Linked DNA regions of Mus musculus: regions 1, 2 and 4 are each linked to region 3. A link is a contact called in public Hi-C and Micro-C data. All regions are on one chromosome and are shown on one strand. The core of a region is the stretch at or near the end of the contact, and the rest is flanking DNA. Distances in the headings are between cores, read along the strand shown. Region 1 holds the start of Ing1 (inhibitor of growth family, member 1). Region 2 holds the start of Mcph1 (microcephaly, primary autosomal recessive 1). Region 3 holds the start of Cln8 (CLN8 transmembrane ER and ERGIC protein). Region 4 holds the start of 9530052E02Rik (RIKEN cDNA 9530052E02 gene).

Region 1 (2,700 bases), core at 139-2,638, 3.3 Mb after region 3:
CCTGACCTCACAGCAAAGTTTCCCCAACAGCCAACAGTTCCCGGCGGGCACGCAGGCTCCGCCTCTTCGCCACTCTGGGCAGCCCGGGTCTTCGGGTGGGCTGCAGGTCCCTCACCTGCCCCGCTCCTCTCCAGCCAGAGCCCAGCTCGCGTCCACCGATCGCAGCGCAGTCGTACACCTAGTCGGCTGCGATCCTCCCTTTCACCCTCTTCCTCCCCAAGACACACCGCGCCGGCGCCCCTCGCAGTCGGCCCGGAGCCCTGTCCAGAGCCAAGAGAGGGCCCAGGAGAGCAGGGCCTGGGCGATCGCGCGACCCCGAGTCAGGACTGCCCAGTACTTTATGTAACACTTAGAACCAGAACCTGGCGGGAGGCGGCGACTCTCCGGACCCGCACTCAGCTCCGCCGGAGTACGGCCCGCAGCCCTCTCTCTAGCCCGGTGCCCGCGCCCTACGGCCGCGGCGCCCGCATAGCACTCCACCTCGCGCGGCCGCCTTCACCCCCTCCCCGAGGACGCGGCCGAGCCCCGCGCCCCCTCCCCCGCAGCACCGCCTCATCACTTCACTACAAAGAGCGCTTTGGTCGCGCAGCCTTGCAGCCAGCCGTTCGCGCTCCTTCCTTCTCCATGTCCCGGAGCTCGGTACACAAGGACCTCGGCGTATCAAAGGCGCTCCAGACCTTTTGTTCCTAGCCCTCCGAGGACGCTACCGGGCGCTCCGGCTCCAGCAGGACCGGTCAGCCTCGCCGCCGGGACCCAGGGATGGACGCGGCCGCCCCCGCCCATCCATCACCCGCCGTACCTTGGTATTTGGCGTCGATCTCCCGCATCAGCGAGACGTTCCTCTGCAGGTCGAAAGGCAGTGACTCGATTGAGTCCAGGTAATCCTCCACATAGTTCACCAGGTGGATCTGCTCCCCGTTGGCAGGACTCAACATGGTTCACCCCGGAGGTCCCCGGCGATTCGGCGGCTTTCCGCTTCCTCCACCCCCCGCCCCCCTCAAACAGCACTGCAAAATGCAAAGCTCTCTCGCCCTTCCGCGCCCCCCCGCCGCTCCGGCCGGGCTGGCCGGCGGCTACATCTGGCGCCTGCCGCGCCGCCTCCGGGGCCGCGGGGACCCCGGCGCCTGCAGGCGCGGGCCGCGGCGGCCGAAGCTCAAGCGCACACCCCGCCGGCCGTGCAGGCCCCCTCCCGGGCGGCGGGCGGCGCGGGGGGCCGTGCGTACTAGCGCGCACACACCCAAAGAGGGCCGGCCACCGCCGCCCACCCGCCACCAGCGTGGAGAGCGGAGAGAGCGGGGCCGGCTGCGGGAAGGGCGCGCTCCGCCGCCCGCCTCGCCGCACTTGTCCAACGTGGAAAACCCAAATACCAGTTTCAAACACTTGGGAAACATTCAGCCCCGCGCGCAGCGCGCATGCGCCCCGCCACCCCTCCTCCCGGAGGCGGCCCCGCCCCCACCGCATTCACGCCCCTCACCGTCCCGGGCCGGGGGGCGGCGGGCCGCGAGGCCGGCCCGCGCGGGGGCGTGGCCTGTCATTGTCGCTGGGGGCCAGGGTCGCCGAGGGGACAGCGGCGGGGTCGCCTGGGCAGGGGAGACCGGCGACGCGAAACTTTACTAGGAGTTTGACACTCGGTGGCGGACCTACTGGGCGGAGCCGCACGCCGGCCGGGAACCGCGGGGTGCTAGCCTGCTCCTCGAGACACGCCGGGGCCGGACGAGCCTCCAGATCGCTGCCTTCAAACCGACTAACCTGAGAAGAGCCACCCTCCGCTGGGTTAACTGCATTCCCCCGCCTCCTAGCGCGGTATAAATAGGGCCCCCGAACAGAAATGGCAACGGCGTCAGCCAATCCCCTTGCGACTCTTACCTCTGCGGCCAATCTGGACGAGAAGGAGGTGTGGTGGGATCGGCAACGCCCCCCGCACGCCTAGTACTAGAGAGCTGTCCTCTTCCAGGAGGGACGAGCGGGCGGAGCCGAGCGAGGCGGAAGTGGACGCGCAGGCGCAGCTCCCTGGCGATGGATGCGGACCCGCGCGGGAGGGCAGCTATCGACACGCAAAGGGACCACCACTCCCAGCATCCTCGGCGCCTCCACGCGCCTGCGCCTTCCGCCCCCATCGTCCCTTTGTGTCGCCTCCCGGTGCTGGGTTTAGAATGGCCTGGAGACAAAGGGGCCCCCGAGGGGTGCTCTTTTCAGCGCGGAGATCTACGGTGGGCGGGCTGGCGGGAGCAGCTCTTCTCTGATCCTAACTAGCTCTTCCCCTCCCTGCCGCATCTGAGGCTGCCCATGTCCTCGTCACACTGAGTTGGCAGCGGGCACCGCAGTGTGCTTCCCGCAGGGGAGCACAACCTTCAGCTTCCCATCCCGCCCTTCCCCCACAGCTGCCGGATTTAGGGCTTTCTGAAAAGCCCGGGCAGAGCGAGGGGTTGCCTAGGCGACGGGCCCCGGCGGTCCCGCCCTCTTCCTGCCTAGGCACCGCCCTGGGGCGGAGCCTGGCCTGTGGTCGCCACATTCGCGCCTTTGTATGGCTGGGACTGTGGTGCGGCTGTCCTATTCGCCCCTCTGAGTCCCAGGTCCTCAATCTTGCTCGGCCGCCTGGGCGAGAGCGGTGGACCCGCTGCTGTGGCCTCAGGTGCGCAGGGCTGGTGATGGCGCTCTGCCTCGCCTGCGGTGTCTGCTGCGCCGGGTCAGCTCGCAGCC
Region 2 (2,868 bases), core at 348-2,847, 3.7 Mb before region 3:
CAGGAAGATTTATAATTATCCTGGATTATGCTTTCTGTAAAGAAACAGATATAGTAATCATTCCAGGCTTTCTGGCCCAGACTATCTTCCAATAACACGATTCTATGGCCATAGCATAGTCAAGCTAATACAGTTCAGTTCTAATAAATTATTTATATGAAGTTGGGTATCTTAGCACATAGTGATTATAAAGTAGAGGCAAGAGTTCTACGCCAAAGCATGTGGTGGTGGTGTATCCCTTTAAAACCAGTATTTGAGAGGCAGAGGTAGGCAGATCTCTGAGGTCAGCCTGGTCTACAGACTGAGACAGAGTTTCCAGGTCCAGGAAGGCTAGAGCCACAAGAGAAACTTTGTTACACAAGCAAGCCCACACCCCCACCCCACACCCCCAAACCAAATTAAAAAACAGAGATAAGTCAGCCTCAGCTACATAGCAAGTTGGAGGCAAACTTGCTTTCTAAAATAATAAATAAAAATTTAAATATATATACACATATATGATATAAATATAATAAACACATAGCTATAATAAATATAATATATAAATATATAAAATATATTTATACTTGGAATCTCCTCACCCAGGGTCCCATGTTCTGAGCACGTGTTAGCACGACAAAAATACAACAACAACAAAAAAAAAGGTGAGCTCCACAAGTGTCAGGCAGCTCTACTCAGGTAGGACCCTCCAGAGGCCATCACACTATTACCAAATTCTTACTTTTCCTGATCCCACAACTGCAGAGGCCATAGAGGCAAGAGGATCCCAGAAAGCTAAGACAGGAGCCTATCCTCCCGCCAGCTCTCCAGGGCTCAGCCTGCACCGGGGTGGGGTGGGGGGATTGGGGAACACATAGGGGTCGATGAAGGTCACAGGGTGAATGTATGTGGGGTGTCCACACAGGTGGTCGGGATCCTGAGTGAGGGGACTCCGGGTGTGAGGGAACCTAGGATGTGAGAGGACCTCGGGCGTAGGGAGCCCTGAGATGGGATGGGACCTGGCCTGGGAGCCGATCCCGGCGGCCCAGGCAAGACAACCAGGCGCTGGGAGCCTAGACCCCAGCCCCCTCCCTACTGGGCGTGTCTCCTCACCTTTCAGAAAGGCGCCCCCAACGCCTCCCGAGGCCTCCATGACCCGACCAGCTTGAAGCTGCGGGACCGAGCGTGCGCCGGCAGGAAGGCAGAGGGGTGCGCATGCGCAGGCCGTGCCCCCTGGGCTCGCCGCGTCAGGCTTAGGGGTGTGTGTGTGTGTGCGCAAGGGCTCCGGGTTCCCTTCCCTCGCCGAGAGCGCCCGGCTCAGTGACACACGACAGCCGAGACCTGATCGCTCACGGGCGGCCCTGAAGCTCTCCGGCGACCTGGCAGGAGTCAGCCCGCCGCACCGCGGCTTCAGGGCGCAGGTCAGCGCCGCGGTCGCTTGTCCCCGCAGGGTTCGCTCGTCCTCGTTGCGCAGCGCTCGGTGACCGGGGAGGGGACCCACCCGTGGGCCCTGCCTCAGCCCTGCACCCTGGAGCGCGAGCGGGACTGCTGCAGCGTCCGCGGGCCCTCTGGGTCTTCAAACCTCCCGCCCGCGAGTCTGCGAGGGGGCGGGTCGGACGCGGGCCCGCCTCCCCGCGCAAGGGCTGCCGGGAGAGGGAGGAGGACGGAGCCGCCTAGGGAGGACGGAAGCCAGGGAGTGCCTGCTCTTCTGTAGATAACAGTATCCTTTCGTCGCCTTAAGCGCCGGGCGTTAAAAACAAAAACAAAAAAACCACCCAACTGGTTTGGACAGACAGGTTGTTTTGGGTTTTGTATTTATTTGTTACACGTGTGAGTACTTTGCCTGCTTGTACATATTTGCACCACGTGCGTGCCTGGTGCCAGTGGAGGTCACTAGAGGGCGTCAGATCCAATTACACATGGTTATGTGCCACCATAAGGGAGCCAGGGACCAAATTCGGGTCCTCTGCTAGAGCAAATGTTCTTAACCACTGAGCCATCTCCTTAGCTCCTGGTTGGGTGTTTAGAGAGATGGCCTTGGTTTCTAGCTCACAACACTCAGCCCTTCTCCCGACTCAGCCTTCCCCAAGAGCTAGGATTACAGACTGGCCCAGCAATTTGGCTTTAAAAAAAAAAAAAAAAGATAATTTATATAGATATACACACACATATACATATATATATATTTCAAAATTATTTTAAATGTACATATTAAAATATATAATATATATAATTTTAAAAAGCCAAATTCCGAGTGATGAGCTGTTAATGGGAATTCACGAATTGAAGCATCTTCACTAACACAGTGGGAGAGCTTTCACTAGGCAGTGCAAAGAGAAACTCAAGACAAAATGGCTGCTTAAGGTGCCCAGTAACATACCACAGTGTCTGCTGGCCTCCAGGCTTACGTGGTACCTGTGGCTCCTTTTAGCGTTTCTCAACCCACCTCCTGCTCTAAACTTCTCCAGCTCTTGGGCTTCAGTTCCCCAAGCTTCTCATTCCTATATAACCCCGCCATTTCAGGCTGGTACTTAGTCCTACTGACCCTCTCTCTCTCCCCCCTCCCCTCCCCCTGCTCCTCCCCCTTTCCCTACCCCACCCTCTGTCCTCTCTTTTGCTTTTCTCTCTTCTCTTCCACCTTTCTTCCCAGTGCCCACTCCTCTCATGGCCTGACCTACCCTGCTGGCCAAGTCCGATAGAGAGCTTTCTCTCCCTTCTGTGGACTTTTCCAGATGCCTCAGGCTGAACTCTCCCTCCGATCTAAATAACCCTCCCCTCGGCTGTATGCTCTCACTTTATACAGGCAGTAAGAGCAGGACTAGGATTCCTGAGAAGGGAACACAGAATCAGAACCATGGCTTGGTTCTCAGACTTCCTTATTTGGCTATC
Region 3 (2,700 bases), core at 197-2,696:
TCTCAGTGGCCTAAGAGAAACACTACTGGGACTTATTTACCTATCCACTAACTATCCTAGCCGGATTCTCCAGATTCTCACTATCCGAAGAGATTCGGTCCTGAATAGCACAGGGAGAGCTTTCAAGGTCTAGGAGCTTTGTTTCCATAACAACTAGCACCTAGAGGCTAGGGCGGGTCTACCAGAGCTTGGGTGGGTGTAGTGGAATCTCATATTTTCAGAATATCTGAGGTTTCCTTAATCATAGCCTTTCCCACTCTTCCTAGAGAAAAGTTTAAATAAAAAAATACAAAACACGGGAACAAGTCCAGTGTATAGCTACAGATTTCATACATAAACACGGTCAGAAAACAAATATCGATACCGACATGAATTCAAACAGTACTTAGGAGCAGCCACCTACTCTGTCATTCCGACGACTCTGAAAGCCTTCTAAAAGGGCTTAGGCACCCTTTTCTAAGGCAGCAGCACCCTAGCCCCAGGACCTCCCACGGTGTGCTGAGAGCTAGGGGTCCTTCCTATTCCCGCTCCCCTTCACTAAGTGCTGACACCACCCAGTCCTACCTCGCGGAGATCTGACCAACATCGCCTTTCACCCTCTGGTCCCATGATGATCCACACTCAAGTTCCTCATCCCCTAGCACTGTACAGACCTAGCCCAGCGACCGTGGTCCATCACTTTGCTGCCCCAAGTTCTCTTGCGACCCAGGTCGACCTATCCAGTCGGACCCAGTCTGAATCGTCCACCCGCGCCCACGGTGGCCCAGGACCTATACACCAAATGGAATGCTTCCTCCTCGGGTGGCCAAGCAAAGACTGCGCTGCTGCAGGCAGGTGTATACAGGGTGCCCTTCACGTCTCACCTGCATTCAGGTGAGCAGAAGGGGGGCGCCGCCTCTTGGTCCATCAGCTGCTTAGACTCGCTGTCCCAGGAGCTCCTGAGCCGTAGACACACCTCGTGACCGGAGCCAGATAGAATACCGGTCGCTGAGTGGCACTGGAGACTAGGGCCCCACGCCCATCTGTGTCCCCGCCTCAGCTGGGCACCCCGCTTTCAGGCCATCCCGCCCCTAGCACCGGAGAAATCACCCACGACAGTGTCGCGCGCTGAGCAAACACTATCCACTGCGCACGCGCACTGCTGAAGCCCTAAGCCTCGCCTCCCTAGGACGCTACCAAGGTAGACTCGGGGGGCACGAGTTGGGGTAGGATCATCCCATCCAGCGCCATGGGGGTGCCTGGAGCAGGCTACACAGTTCGCAGCGCGCTATGCTAGATTTGACTATCGTAGCTCAAGTTGGTGCTGGGACCTTAAGAGTGGTACGGAGGGATCAGTGGAGGAATTCCTCAACCCCCACCCCAACTGACCTTCCACGATCCTCTGTGTGGACCGTCCCCCAAGACCCTCCTACGTACACCCCTTCACTCCCTGTCCCTTCCCTCTTTCCTAAGTCCCTAAGGCCTCTGACGTCAGAGCGCAGAGGTGAAACGCAAGCGCACGCGTCTCCTGGTTGGTGCTGCCAGAGCTCCAGGCGACTGCATGGAGTCGAAAAACTTGCTCAGGCCGACAAAATGGACCGCACTGTGTCCCTTGCTACAGCAGCATTGTCTTCCAGGCGGTGGTAACCAGCTCCTGTCTGCACAAGTACAGTTCGGGCTTACGGTCCCTTAGGAAAAGGTGGCTGTGAGGCGTGTGCAGAGCTACCCTGTGCTCCTGCTAAGAGCCGAAGCTAATTCAGAGCCAGCATTATGAGAAGAGCAAAGACCTCCCGACCCATTCCATGTACCTACTAACCAAGCGGGGCTGGTAGGGTAGCGGTGAGAGGTGCGGAATCAGTCCCCTCTCTCTGAGCAGATAATCAGCACTTAGTACCCTCATCTACCTAGCATAGCAGGAAAACCAACCTGGCTCGGGATTCACGTCTGGCCTCAGCACTCCTTGTGCAATGTCTGCTAGTCAGGTGCTTGCAATTGCCTGGCCCTTATCTAGACAGGGCAATTGCCCACCCTACCCTGGATTGCAGACAGGTGGCCACATAACAGAGTCCTCCCTAGAGCCCTTTATCATACCATATCTTGATAATTAACAAGATAGCTGGTTTAAAAGACTAGAAGGAATAGCGTCCTGTACATACCCACCCTCCTGGTTCTGATATTGTCTCTGAACACCCAGGAATTGCAACATAGTTAACCAGGCCACCTGCAGAAATACCTTTGAGAAACATCACACAAGATGGATAGAATGGCTAATGAGCTGTGACTTCAGCCCTGTGCCCCTGTGACTTGTGATAAGGGTCCCTTTACAGCAAAGATTTTACACCGACGTTCAAGTTCTGTTATTTTCCTGAGGTTTCATCAATATTTGGTGCACCCCAGAGTCCATGGTTGGCACCTTAGTTTTTCCACTTGGCTGGTATGAGCAATAACATAGTTTCAAGACCACCCTAAGCTGCTTGAAACCCTGTGTCAAAATAACAAGAGAGATCTGGGTGTGTAAACAGCGTTTAGTAATACTGACCTTTGGCCAGGTGGAGATAGGAAGGTCAGGGGTTAAAGGTCATCTTCAGGGAAGGAGTTGATTTTAAGGTCAGCCTGGGTTAGACTGTTTACAAACACACCTTTCCTATCTGACCGCAGTTCCTGCATCATCACCTGCAAGTTTGCACCCCAGGCACTGTTTCCATCTGGCCAGCCTGGCTG
Region 4 (2,700 bases), core at 119-2,618, 3.9 Mb after region 3:
CCCGCCCGCATCCACAACGAGCCCCTGATTAATGAGCCCGGCCCGGCCCCCGCCGAGCCCCGGCCCGGCCTCGGAGAGGGGGAGGGAGGGGACGGCGGGAAACGCAGCCCGGTGTCGGTCCGCCTCCCCCCCCCCCCCGTGCCTCACGCTCATTGGTCCGTCTCGCTGTCCGTCGGGGAACGCGGCGCCAATGCAGGGCTGCGGGGCGGGGCGTCCGCGCGAGTGTGCCTGCGTAACGCAGAGTCACGTGTTGTTTTGCTCTTAGTTCAGTCACTCGGTGCGCGATGTGTTACTCACTGTGCGGCGGGGACCGCGACAAGCCCGGGTCGTCGTTGGTGGCAGCAGCAGCAGCGGCAGCAACGGCAGCAGCGGCCCCAGTGGCAGTGTGGGCCCCGAGTGTCCGGACGCAGACCGTCGTCGCGCAGTGCAGAACGGTGGCAGCAGACGGGCCGCGCGCGTTCTAAGCTCGGCCCCGCGACTCGGGGACCCCGACTCTCGACCCAGCCAGCCAGTCCCCGGGCGCCGCCCGAGAGCCCGGGAAGCAGCGGCAGCGGACAGTCGAAGCGGGGGGGTGGCCATCGCCCGCACCGAGCATCCTTCGGAGCGGCGGAGGGCCCTGCGCCACCGAGCCGCGCGCGCCTCCTAGCCCACCGCCTGGGCCCGGGGGACGCGCGCGCGTGGCCGGGCGGCCGGGCGACGGGTGGCGGGGAGCCGCCCCCGCCCGCGCCCCTCGGCCCTCGCCATCCCCTGTTCGCCCAGCCGGGCAGAGAGACCTGAAGCGGCGGCGATGGCTAGCGCGCCCCTGCCTGGGCCCCCCGCGTCGGCGGGCGGGGACGGCCCGAACCTCAATAACAACAACAACAACAACAACCACAGCGTGCGCAAGTGCGGCTACCTGCGCAAGCAGAAGCACGGCCACAAGCGCTTTTTCGTGTTGCGCGGCCCCGGCACGGGCGGCGACGAGGCATCCGCGGCTGGGGGGTCGCCGCCGCAGCCTCCGCGGCTGGAGTACTACGAGAGCGAGAAGAAGTGGAGGAGCAAGGCGGGCGCGCCGAAGCGAGTGATCGCGCTCGACTGCTGTCTGAACATCAACAAGCGCGCGGACGCCAAGCACAAGTACCTGATCGCCCTCTACACCAAGGACGAGTACTTCGCTGTAGCGGCGGAGAACGAGCAGGAGCAGGAGGGCTGGTACCGCGCACTCACCGACTTGGTCAGCGAAGGCCGCTCTGGCGAGGGGGGCTCGGGCACCACCGGAGGCTCTTGCAGCGCCTCTCTCCCGGGCGTCCTGGGCGGCTCAGCGGGCGCCGCTGGCTGCGATGACAACTACGGGCTCGTGACACCCGCCACGGCCGTCTACCGCGAGGTGTGGCAGGTGAACCTGAAACCTAAGGGACTGGGCCAGAGCAAGAACCTGACTGGTGTATACCGCCTATGCCTGTCTGCGCGCACCATCGGCTTCGTGAAGCTCAATTGCGAACAGCCGTCGGTGACGCTGCAGCTTATGAACATTCGCCGCTGCGGCCACTCGGACAGCTTCTTCTTCATCGAGGTGGGCCGTTCGGCCGTCACCGGTCCCGGGGAGCTGTGGATGCAAGCCGACGACTCGGTGGTGGCGCAGAACATCCATGAGACCATCCTAGAAGCTATGAAGGCACTCAAAGAGCTCTTCGAGTTCCGGCCTCGCAGCAAGAGTCAGTCGTCCGGGTCGTCAGCCACGCATCCCATCAGCGTGCCGGGCGCGCGCCGCCACCACCACCTAGTCAACCTACCCCCTAGCCAGACCGGCCTGGTGCGCCGCTCGCGCACTGACAGCCTGGCGGCCACCCCCCCAGCAGCCAAGTGCACTTCGTGCCGGGTTCGTACGGCCAGCGAGGGCGACGGCGGCGCGGCAGGCGGGGCCGGGACGGCAGGAGGCAGGCCGATGTCGGTGGCAGGGAGCCCCCTGAGTCCCGGGCCGGTGCGCGCGCCCCTTAGCCGCTCGCACACCCTGAGCGCCGGCTGCGGAGGCCGCCCGAGCAAAGTGACTCTGGCGCCGGCAGGGGGAGCCCTGCAACACAGCCGCTCCATGTCCATGCCCGTGGCGCACTCACCTCCTGCAGCCACCAGCCCAGGCAGCCTGTCCTCCAGCAGTGGGCACGGCTCGGGCTCCTACCCGCTGCCACCTGGCTCCCACCCGCACCTGCCTCATCCACTGCATCACCCCCAAGGCCAGCGTCCGTCCAGCGGTAGTGCCTCCGCCTCGGGCTCCCCCAGCGACCCGGGTTTCATGTCCCTTGACGAGTATGGCTCCAGCCCTGGCGACCTGAGAGCCTTCAGTAGCCACAGGAGCAACACACCCGAGTCAATAGCGGAGACCCCGCCAGCCAGAGATGGCAGTGGGGGCGAACTCTATGGGTACATGAGCATGGATAGACCCCTGAGCCACTGTGGCCGCCCTTACCGTAGGGTCTCAGGGGATGGGGCCCAGGACCTGGATAGAGGACTGAGGAAGAGGACTTATTCCCTAACCACGCCTGCCAGGCAGCGGCAGGTACCTCAGCCTTCCTCTGCCTCTCTAGATGAATACACTCTCATGAGGGCCACCTTCTCTGGTAGTTCAGGTCGCCTCTGCCCATCCTTCCCTGCGTCCTCTCCCAAAGTGGCCTACAACCCTTACCCAGAGGACTATGGAGACATTGAGATTGGTTCTCACAAGAG

What was found. Hi-C and Micro-C count contacts between places; a contact is called where the count stands out from the background.
Region 1: a Hi-C map of CD8 T cells shows a contact between it and region 3, with 7 times the contacts expected there. The contact joins the promoter of Ing1 here to the promoter of Cln8 in region 3. A contact is called at or near these places in 4 of 484 Hi-C or Micro-C datasets (CD4 T cells, CD8 T cells and erythroblasts).
Region 2: a Micro-C map of embryonic stem cells shows a contact between it and region 3, with 6 times the contacts expected there. The contact joins the promoter of Mcph1 here to the promoter of Cln8 in region 3. A contact is called at or near these places in 1 of 39 promoter capture datasets (cranial neural crest) and 1 of 484 Hi-C or Micro-C datasets (embryonic stem cells).
Region 4: a Hi-C map of rod photoreceptor shows a contact between it and region 3, with 6 times the contacts expected there. The contact joins the promoter of 9530052E02Rik here to the promoter of Cln8 in region 3. A contact is called at or near these places in 2 of 484 Hi-C or Micro-C datasets (embryonic stem cells and rod photoreceptor).

The regions. Positions count from the first base shown.
Region 1 is chr8:11,555,145-11,557,844 of GRCm38.p6, reverse strand. Ing1 (inhibitor of growth family, member 1) reads right to left here and starts at 1,388. Exons shown (of 2, transcript NM_011919.5): 1 at 800-1,388. The coding sequence starts at 935.
Region 2 is chr8:18,593,860-18,596,727 of GRCm38.p6, reverse strand. Mcph1 (microcephaly, primary autosomal recessive 1) reads right to left here and starts at 1,597. Exons shown (of 14, transcript NM_173189.3): 1 at 1,093-1,597. The coding sequence starts at 1,132.
Region 3 is chr8:14,887,282-14,889,981 of GRCm38.p6, reverse strand. It overlaps Cln8 (CLN8 transmembrane ER and ERGIC protein), which reads right to left and starts at 1,446. Exons shown (of 3, transcript NM_012000.3): 1 at 864-1,446.
Region 4 is chr8:11,006,518-11,009,217 of GRCm38.p6, reverse strand. It overlaps 9530052E02Rik (RIKEN cDNA 9530052E02 gene), which reads right to left and starts at 1,368. Exons shown (of 5, transcript NR_046017.1): 1 at 1,207-1,368. Irs2 (insulin receptor substrate 2) reads left to right here and starts at 289. Exons shown (of 2, transcript NM_001081212.2): 1 at 289-2,700. The coding sequence starts at 788.